Linked DNA regions of Arabidopsis thaliana: region 1 is linked to region 2. Evidence: chromatin contacts called from public ChIA-PET data. All regions are on one chromosome and are shown on one strand. The core of a region is the stretch at or near the end of the contact, and the rest is flanking DNA. Distances in the headings are between cores, read along the strand shown.

Evidence for each region. ChIA-PET counts read pairs in DNA pulled down with a chosen protein or histone mark.
Region 1: a contact with region 2 is called in an H3K4me3 ChIA-PET map of shoot, with 10 read pairs. The contact joins the promoter of AT4G14615 here to the promoter of AT4G14500 in region 2. A contact is called at or near these places in 4 of 26 Hi-C or Micro-C datasets (callus, root, rosette leaf and 1 more), 1 of 2 datasets of contacts at active chromatin or transcription factors (shoot) and 1 of 3 other capture datasets (shoot).

Annotation. Positions count from the first base shown.
Region 1 is chr4:8,380,882-8,385,703 of TAIR10.1, reverse strand. It overlaps AT4G14615 (sporulation-specific protein), which reads right to left and starts at 1,977. Exons shown (of 2, transcript NM_117543.4): 1 at 1,734-1,977; 2 at 455-991. The coding sequence starts at 1,862. The coding sequence ends at 890. It also overlaps the pseudogene AT4G14610.
Region 2 is chr4:8,332,804-8,337,648 of TAIR10.1, reverse strand. It overlaps AT4G14500 (Polyketide cyclase/dehydrase and lipid transport superfamily protein), which reads right to left and starts at 3,505. Exons shown (of 6, transcript NM_117530.3): 1 at 2,885-3,505; 2 at 2,529-2,691; 3 at 1,907-2,083; 4 at 1,736-1,819; 5 at 1,131-1,212; 6 at 9-1,048. The coding sequence starts at 3,258. The coding sequence ends at 627. It overlaps AT4G14490 (SMAD/FHA domain-containing protein), which reads left to right and starts at 4,070. Exons shown (of 1, transcript NM_117529.3): 1 at 4,070-4,845. The coding sequence starts at 4,075. It overlaps CFM3B (CRM family member 3B), which reads left to right. Exons shown (of 9, transcript NM_117531.4): 9 at 44-948. The coding sequence ends at 259. It overlaps MIR852 (a microRNA gene), which reads right to left and starts at 1,483; the gene lies at 1,276-1,483.

The DNA.
Region 1 (4,822 bases), core at 728-3,227, 50 kb before region 2:
ACATAGTGGTTTAGGTAACTCACAAAAAATACTAAAATTTCTACCTAGAAGATCAATAAAGTCAATTTTGGCCTATGTTACCTAAACGTTTTGCTACAATATCCAAAAGGGCTAAAATGAAAATATCAGACAGCTTGCAAGAATTGATTAAGATAACAAACAATATAGAATTAAATCAGTTAAGTATATAAATAGAAATGTGAACAAAAAAAGAAAGTAATTTAAAGCTGAGAAGCATCATTAACTTCTCTAATCTATGACCTGTTATAGATATAGTAGAAGCAAAAGCAATGACATGTGACAGCTAAGTAAAAGTAAAGATGATGACACCATTAATAAAGGATTCAGAGGTTACCCATAAGATACTCAGAGAAGATTAATGGTTTCAACAAGAGAAGTCAGAATCTTGAGTACTATGAATTTCGTTGATATTTTCAGAACTTATCGTTATGTTGACATTTTTACAAAAACATGCATTTTTTTCCTTTAAGAGTATTTTCACAATTACCCTTTTTACTCAACTTTGTAGTATTTTTAGAAATCTTCTTACATTTGTCCAAAAAAAAAATCTTCTCACACTGAAATTTAGAGGCCCGAAATATGGCCGTTAACAAATCACACAATGACATGAAGCTGTGGTTGTGTATCTTTGATTTTGTAATTTTATTTGAAAATGTTACAGACTTCATTCATTGATGTGCACAAATCACAAAATATGTAACAAAAGAAATGTTTCCTCTTCGTCATTATTGCTCTTTTTCTTATACAATCCCATTATGATCTTACAGGAATCAACAACATAACATTACCTTTATTACCAGTTGTTACGCCGAGCAGTTTACTATTACAGATAACATCAAACATTTGTATATGATTCCATCTCATAAACTCACCGGATGTTCTTCTTACGGGCAAGCTCTCGTGCCATCTCTCTTAGCTCATCGGGTGAAGGAGGTCTAGGTGCCTCTTCAGGATAAACAACATATGAACGCTGCACAACAAATAGCCAAAATTTGGGAGGGTTAGAGAATGCCTCTATCGCACTGCAAAATAACCATTACAGACTGCTCGATAGAGCGGAGAAAACCCGACTACCATCAAAATGGGGTAGTGTATGTTTCTAAGATCCTAGTAAGTGTATTTCAGTGACTTAAGCGCAGCAGACAATTTGATAACAATAAGTGTTACCCATTTTAGAATGAACATTTTATCCTTCGGTGCACCGCAAAACCGACATTGTAGACTGTTTTCTATATGCCAGACCCGACAAACCCCACAACACTATCGAAAAGTTCGATGGAAGCAAATGAATCATTGACAATTCAAGGAGATTGAACCATATCTTGAATGTTGCTAGGATTGTAGTAAATTACTCTGTGTTACAGTGATTTAAAGTGACAATGGCGTTAACCAAGTTAAGAGTTACCATTTCCTAATTATTCAGCTAACCAATCAATCTATGTTCCTAACAGAGTACAAACAAGTTAACAAGGTTAATTTATAACCAAACATTAAAATCCCTAATTGAAAATCCCATCGCCTAATCCACAAACGGATCTCAAAAGAGATTCAATTAGAAATATTACTCATAATCAAAAATTCTGCAAATGAAGCGTTTAGAGTTACTATTCCTAATTTTTGAAGCGAAACCCATCAATCTAAGCCTATCATTTTCGAAGATGCAATAATCAGTGATGAGAATTTTGTGAAAGAGAGAGAGAGGATGGTTTTACATTGCCCATGAATTTCTTGATATTGGTGCTGTTGTTGGCGAATGTGTACATAAGGACGATCGGAACAGCGACATAGACACCGAACTTGACGATCTCCAGAACCCCTTTCGATGTTCCAACAGATGACATTTTTCCGAAAGAGGATCAGCTTTGAACAATGCCCAGAGATCAAGATCAGACTTTTAGGGTTTATCAATCGATAAATTTGGGAATCGAATTGATGATGTTGTTCATTAGTGGAAGAATGGGCCAATTTGGATATATTTATATTTGGGCCTCACTAAACTCATAAAGCCCACAACTAAAGAGTTTGATTCTTATTTTTTCTTTGAAGATGAAGTCGTGGTCGTCGTTGGTTGTATAGTTGTATAAGTCTTTTATATTCGTCCAAAGTAAACGTTCAATGAAATTGACTTTTGGAGATCGGTGCGTGAGTGGAAGAAAATCCAATCTCATCTCTTGTCTTGAGCCAAGATGGGAGGTTGTATCTCGGTCTCGGTGTCATGTGATCAGTTTGTGAATCAGTTCTCTCAATGGTTATGCGTTAGAAAAGGTTACATTCATAGCCTTCCCGAGAATCTAGCAGCTCTACAAAAAGCCATTGAAGTTCTCAAGACAAAGCACGATGATGTGAAAAGAAGGGTCGATAAAGAAGAATTTCTAGGGCGTCGTCATAGGCTTTCTCAAGTTCAGGTATGGCTTACAAATGTCGTGATTATCGAGAAAAGGTTCAATGATTTGTTTAGTAATAAAGAGGTTGAGATAGAGAGGTTGTGTTTTTGTGGGTTTTGCTCCAAAAGTTTTGGAAAGAGCTATCATTATGGGAAAATGGTTAGCGTGATGTTGAAGGAAGTTGAGAATCTCTCTTCTCGTGGAGTATTTGATGTGGTGACTGAGGAAAATCTGGTAGCTCAAGTTGAGGAGATGCCTATTCAATCCACAGTTGTTGGTCAAGAGACAATGCTTGAAAGGGTTTGGAACACTCTCATGAAAGATGGATTCAAGATCATGGGTTTATATGGAATGGGTGGAGTGGGAAAAACCACGCTTCTTACGCAAATCAACAAGAAGTTTTCTGAAACAGATGGTGGATTTGATATTGTGATGTGGGTTGTTGTGTCTAAAACCTCAGAGATCTATAGGATTCAAGAAGACATTGCAAAAAGACTAGGTCTTACGGGCGAGGAGTGGGACAAAAAAAACGAAAACAAGAGAGCCGTTGACATACACAATGTCCTTAGGAGACATAAATTTGTGTTATTGTTGGATGATATATGGGAGAAAGTGAACTTAGAATTGGTTGGAGTACCGTATCCAAGTAGAGAAAATGGAAGCATAGTAGCATTTACCACCCGTTCTCGAGATGTTTGTGGGCGTATGGGAGTCGATGACCCGATGCAAGTTAGTTGTTTGGAACCTGAAGATGCTTGGGATTTGTTTCAAAACAAAGTAGGAGAAAACACTTTGAAAAGCCATCCGGATATTCCTGAACTTGCAAAACAAGTCGCTGAAAAATGTCGTGGTCTACCATTAGCACTTAATGTCATTGGAGAAACTATGGCATGCAAAAGCACAGTTCAAGAATGGCGTCACGCGATTGATGTTTTGACTTCATCAGCCATAGAGTTTTCAGGCATGGAAGACGAAATTCTTCAGATATTGAAGTATAGCTATGATAATTTACAAAGGGAGCATATCAAATCATGTTTCCTATATTGCTCTTTATTTCCTGAAGATTATGAGATTAAGAAAGAGGAGTTAGTAGACTATTGGATATGTGAAGGATTCATAGATGCAAAAGATGGTAAAGAGAGAGCGATAAACGAAGGCTATGAGATCATCGGTACTCTTGTCCGTACATGTTTTATTGATGGAGGAAGAATGGAAGAAAACGGAAGTGAAAATGCATGACGTGGTTCGTGAGATGGCTCTATGGATATCATCTGATCTTGGAAAGCATAAAGATCAATGCATTGTGCGAGCCGGTGTTGGGTTACATGCAGTACCGGAAGTGAAGAACTGGAGAGCTGTGAGAAGAATGTCGTTGATGAAAAATGAGCTTGAAAAGATTTTGGGTTGCCCTACATGTCCTCAACTTACAACTCTCCTCCTCCAAAAAAACCACAAATTGGTAAATATTTCCGGAGAATTCTTTCGATTCATGCCTAACCTTGTCGTATTGGATTTATCATGGAATAGTAGTCTCACTGGATTACCAAAGAAAATATCAGAGTTAGTCTCCTTGCGATATCTTGACTTGTCGTATACAAACATCGAAAGGTTGCCTGTTGGTTTACAAGAGTTGAAACAACTAATACATCTGAATTTGGAGTCCATGAAGAGTTTGGAGAGTATGCTGGGGTATCTAAGTTGTTGAGTTTGAAGACACTGAGACTACAAAAGTCCAAAAAGGCTCTAGATGTGAACTCAGCGAAGGAGCTACAACTCTTAGAACATATAGAAGTTCTAACCATAGATATCTTTTCAAGTTTGGTTTTGGAACATTTGTTATGCTCTCAGAGATTGGCGAAATCTATTCAATATGTAGAGCTTATAGAGGTTGAGGAAGAATCTTTCAAAATATTAACTTTTCCAAGCATGTGTAATATCCGTCGAATTGGCATATGGAAGTGTGGAATGAAGGAGATAAAAGTCGAGATGAGAACATCATCATGCTTCTCTAGCCTCTCCAAAGTCGTTATAGGACAATGTGATGGTCTAAAGGAGTTGACATGGCTATTGTTTGCTCCAAACCTTACTTATCTCGACGCTCGTTTCGCAGAGCAACTAGAGGATATAATCAGTGAAGAAAAAGCTGCAAGTGTTACGGACGAGAATGCAAGTATTATCATTCCTTTTCAAAAACTAGAATGTCTTAGCTTATCTGATTTACCTAAGCTAAAGAGCATCTACTGGTCACCATTGTCTTTTCCACGTCTGAGTGAGCTTGCAGTGCAAGAACATTGTCCAAAGCTGAAAAAGCTTCCATTGAACTCCAAGAGTGGAACTGCAGGTGTAGAACTTGTCGTAAAATACGGCGAAAACAAATGGTTAGAAGGTGTTGAATGGGAAGACAAAGCCACTGAACT
Region 2 (4,845 bases), core at 2,256-4,755:
TTTGATGTCTTTCATATTCCTTGTTCTCTTTTGGCTGTTGCAGGGAGAGGAAGATGACGTGTATTTAGATACATACGAAGACGAGGGAGAAGATGATGAAGAAGGTGGGATTCAGGCCAACGGTTCACTATCTGAAACAGATGTTGAATTTGGTTCAGATGAATCAGACACAGATTTTGGCGATAATTCTGCATCCTCTACAACACCAGAAACAACCTTTGTAGAACTGCAGAATGAGGAACTTGATGTACAACCATAAGTGGTAATAAAGAACGGCTTGTGTGCACACTGCAGTGAATTGATGCAGTAGATAAGTTTTGACATCTTGTTCTTGGTTGAGCAATCAATGAGAGATACGAAGTGCATCACATGCAAAGAATTTAAGCTTTTAGAAGCTATGTAGATTCATATAGTTTATAAAATACATATCTCACTATCCTGTGGTACAAGATAGAACTCAAATAACTTATGACTCCATAGTTTAAAGCTACTACTCTACATGGTTCACCACCAAAACCACATGCCCTTCTCAGAGGAGTTGCAAAAATAATACATTTCCCTTAATTATATGCATATGTTTCTCTTTTCTGTCAAGGGAAGATATAATAAGAATACGACAAGGTTTCTCACCTACGAGCCAGTCTCTGGCCAGCTCCAGCCAGTAAAGCCTTGCCAATGATCCCAGAGTGAAGGCCACAAGCCAATGCGACACCTCCTACAACAACCCATTTCCAGTCCATTCTCAAATGGTCCCGTTGTCTCGCATATTCCATTGCTCTGCTTCTGTCTTCATCTCTTGAAGATGATTCTGCAGAATCCATGTTCAGTTTTGTAGTGATTCTTGCCATTTGGGCGATCCGAGATAGAGATGAGTCTGATTTTCTGGCGGATTGGTACGCTCGTAAACCAGAGTTTAGCTTCTTGACAGCTCCCCACATGCCATGACGGACACCTAACTTTGCTACGTCTTTTGGGATGCCCATGTCTTCGTAGTGGACAAGGGAAACTTCACAAGCCGTTTGCTGTCCATCTCCTTTTCGGGATTCAACTGCATTTGTTTTGAATTTGCTTTAAAATCAAAATCTATGCCCGTCTTAAAGAAAAAAAGACTTGTATATCAAAAGGCTTACCCGCTCTGATAACCCAACTTGAGAAATAAAGCTCAACACGCCTTGGCTTATCACGCTTTGGTAGAGCTGGATAAGGAACTCCCTACAATATTGAACAGGTGTTAAGTATGGTTCTGAGCTTTGAGCTTTGTTTAGAGCTGGATAAACCTAACAAAGAATACAACCTTATGCATTTTGTGAATAAGGCGCTTATCTTCAGAACTAAGGCGCTTATCTTCTTTGATATTTCCATAAAACGCATCTCCTAGAGAAGTAGAAGCATACTCCATGCAATATCAAAGAAGATAAGCGCCTTAGCTCTGAGCTTTGAGCTTTGTTTCAGCATAAAAACTTAATAGGATGTTTAGGATAAACAGATGTTGGATACTATTTGATCAATTTTTTTCACTGATAAAGTAATGATGCAATGAAACTTAATAGAACTAGAAACTAAGAGACAATGGTCCCATGAATTATCTCCAGACATTCAGAATTGTCAAACCTAAACTTTGGTGTTTTGTCCCCTACAGAATTCTGGCGTAAACATTTAGAATTCTCCAGACATGTGGAATGCTACACACTTGTTCTGTGGAAGGCAAAAACAAGTTCTTGTAGCATGACATTACCTTTGTGACACAATAATACTTCTTCCCAGACTCCCATATTCTCCGGCCAATGATATACTCTCGGTCACTACAGAAAAAAGGAAACTGCAAGCAAAAGAAATTAGTAATGACAACAGTTTTTAATGTGGGAATTGTTTATTAAGATGACCAAAGTATCAAAAGTCCAGAAACCTTTTTTCTCCACTGAACAATCATTGTTCCTGTCTGAGTGTCCTCCTCCAACGTTTTGAAGTTGGCAAGCATGAAATCCCATTTAGGTCGAAACTCATCATCCCAGAAGAAATCCCTAACAATATCTGGAGTTGCATCCTCAAACACAGTCCGGCTGCGATAAATAACAGGACCTGTCTGATAAACAATACGACCTATCAGGCTACAAACACAATTTGATCAAATGTTTCTATCATCTAGTATTTAAGAATTCCCCATTTCATTATAGCAAGAACACAGTTTCAAGTAAAATGTCACAAAAATGCCACACAAAGGGGTAAATGCAACAACGCATCACATCGTGCCCAAAAAGAACCAAAGCTAAACAAAGAAACACAATGTATACTACTAGACACCTAAAAATTGATCGTCTATAGCTATCCTTAGAAACATATCTCCCTCGTCATTACCAATAAACCTAAAAGCAGTGGTCTGATTCAGATGTCATTCAAATTACTCTAAAGAATTCATTTTTTCGACTATTCCGCCTACTACTCAATGACTTAGCTTGTTCCTTGAGCTACATCATTCAGGCGTAGCATAAGGAAACGGATACAAAGCAAGAGTATAAAACTTAGATTACCTCAGGCTCATGACGCCAAGCCTGGTAGCTCATATTTGGAGTAGTCTTATCCATCATAGATTGCCATTCCAAAGCTGCATTTCCAACTTCAAGCAGCTGAAGCAGATGCTCTAAATCATTCTCTGTCACAATATCCTCTGTCACCGTCCCGTTATCGCTACCTCTGCAAATATAACCAATCCATAAATCAACTAATGCAAAAAAAAAAAAAACCATTCTTTTGCCAATGCTATTGCGAAACTAAAAGATAATGCAAACACTATATACCTTATCTAGCTAAATTAAAAGTAAACGTTACGTTTTAAAACAGAGAACTAAAACTTCTACATCTTCCAATAATTAAGCATTACACTAACCTTGAGGCCAATCCTGATTCATCATTATCCTCAACAGGCGTCTGCGACGAAGCTGAACCGGTCGCCGATTTATTAGCTCTGGTGTCATTCCTTGACCAGATGGTTCGGCAAACGGAGAAAGCAGAGAGAGCGGTGAAAGCAAGCCAAAGCCGACGAGCACCAAACCCAGGCGGTGCGGTCCATAAAAACCGAAGCTTAGAACGAAACCCTAAATAGATCAAACCGGTCCATCTTGGACGCCAAGACCATCCGATTAATAACCCGATCATAACGGCGAGCCAAATCGGAACTGCGCATAGTAAGATGTCGACAAATGTCTCTGTAAAAGAGGGATTCTTAAAGAAATTCAATAGATCAAAATAGGTCTCATCCATAGCGGATTCTCTAGATTCGATACTTTACTCCGATTTGGATAAAAAAATTTCCCGAGAAAAAATGTCAGATTCCCGAAGGAAAATGGGATTCGAAGATCGCTAAAAATTTAAGCGACATGAATCAGGAGAATCAAAGACGAAGACGAAGAAGAAGAAGAAGGGATAATAATAATTTTTTTCTTTTTATTTAATTGAGTTTGGTGATTTAATTGATTAAATCATAAAAAGAAAAAAATGTGTTCTGATATTATTTGCTGTGCTTGAAACGACGTTGGCGGGTGAAAGGAAATGATAAGGACAAGCATAGTGGCGATGACGTGGCGCTTTCGTTGACCGACAAGTTATATCCCACGCGTCAGATCTTAGCGCGTCGTGTTCACTACGTAGAGGAATATACTCAAAAATCAATTATTGTGTTAGCATTAGAAGCACGTTTTGTTGATTTGCAACAATTGTAGATAAGAGCCTAATTAATTTATAGGAGTAAGGTTAAATTTGGTTGATTTCGAATATAAAAGGGAATTTTAACAGTGGATATCCAAATGATGAGGTGAGATACACGCGAGGGTAAAGGAGCGTGAGGGGAAAAAGGTTGGAAAAAAAGTGGATAAGGGAGAGATAAGTTTGCTGAGAGATTCACGTGTGTTGCTGGAAGTTTGGGTAATCAATAATGCCAGTTGTTTAGCCAATAGTAGCTTTTAGCCTTGAAATTGTTTTATCGTCGAAACGATAAAAGCCCATTTAAGGCCCATTAATAATTGGAGCGTCAGACAAATCAAAATTTCAAAATTCGCATTTGGGAGAGAAACGGTAACAATGGTTACGCCATCGTTGAGATTAGTATTCGTCAAGGGTCCAAGAGAAGGCGATGCTCTAGATTACAAGCCTGGATCTACGATTCGTGTTGGTCGAATCGTTCGTGGTAATGAAATCGCAATTAAAGACGCTGGAATCTCCACTAAGCATCTTCGGATCGAATCGGATTCTGGGAATTGGGTAATACAAGATCTTGGATCTTCCAACGGTACTTTATTGAATTCGAATGCTCTTGATCCAGAGACGTCGGTAAATCTCGGAGATGGCGATGTTATCAAACTAGGTGAGTATACATCTATTTTGGTGAATTTTGTGATTGATGATTTTCAGGAGAAGAAGCTTACGAGGAACAATAGGCGTCAGGCTAATGCGAGGAAGCGAATTAGGGTTTTAGAAAGTATCAATTTGGGGGATATCACTGAGGAAGAAAAGGGTTTGGATGTGAAATTTGAGAACAAGCCGAGTTCTAGGGTTAGGAAAGTTAGGAAAATCGAGGATTCGGAGAAATTAGGGATTACTGATGGATTACAAGAGGATCTGGTGGAGAAAAATGGAAGCTTTAGGAATGTTGAAAGTATTCAGAGTTCATCTGTAAACTTAATTAAGGTTGAAATGGAGGATTGTGCAATGGTGGAGGAAAATTTAGGGAGGGGATTGAAGAAGAGAGTGAGCAGTAAGGCTACGAGGAGCAAGAAGATTGAAGAAAGTGTAGGAAAAGCTTGTTTGGGAGTGGTTAATGTAGAGAAGGTAGAGACTTTAAAGGAGAAGAGG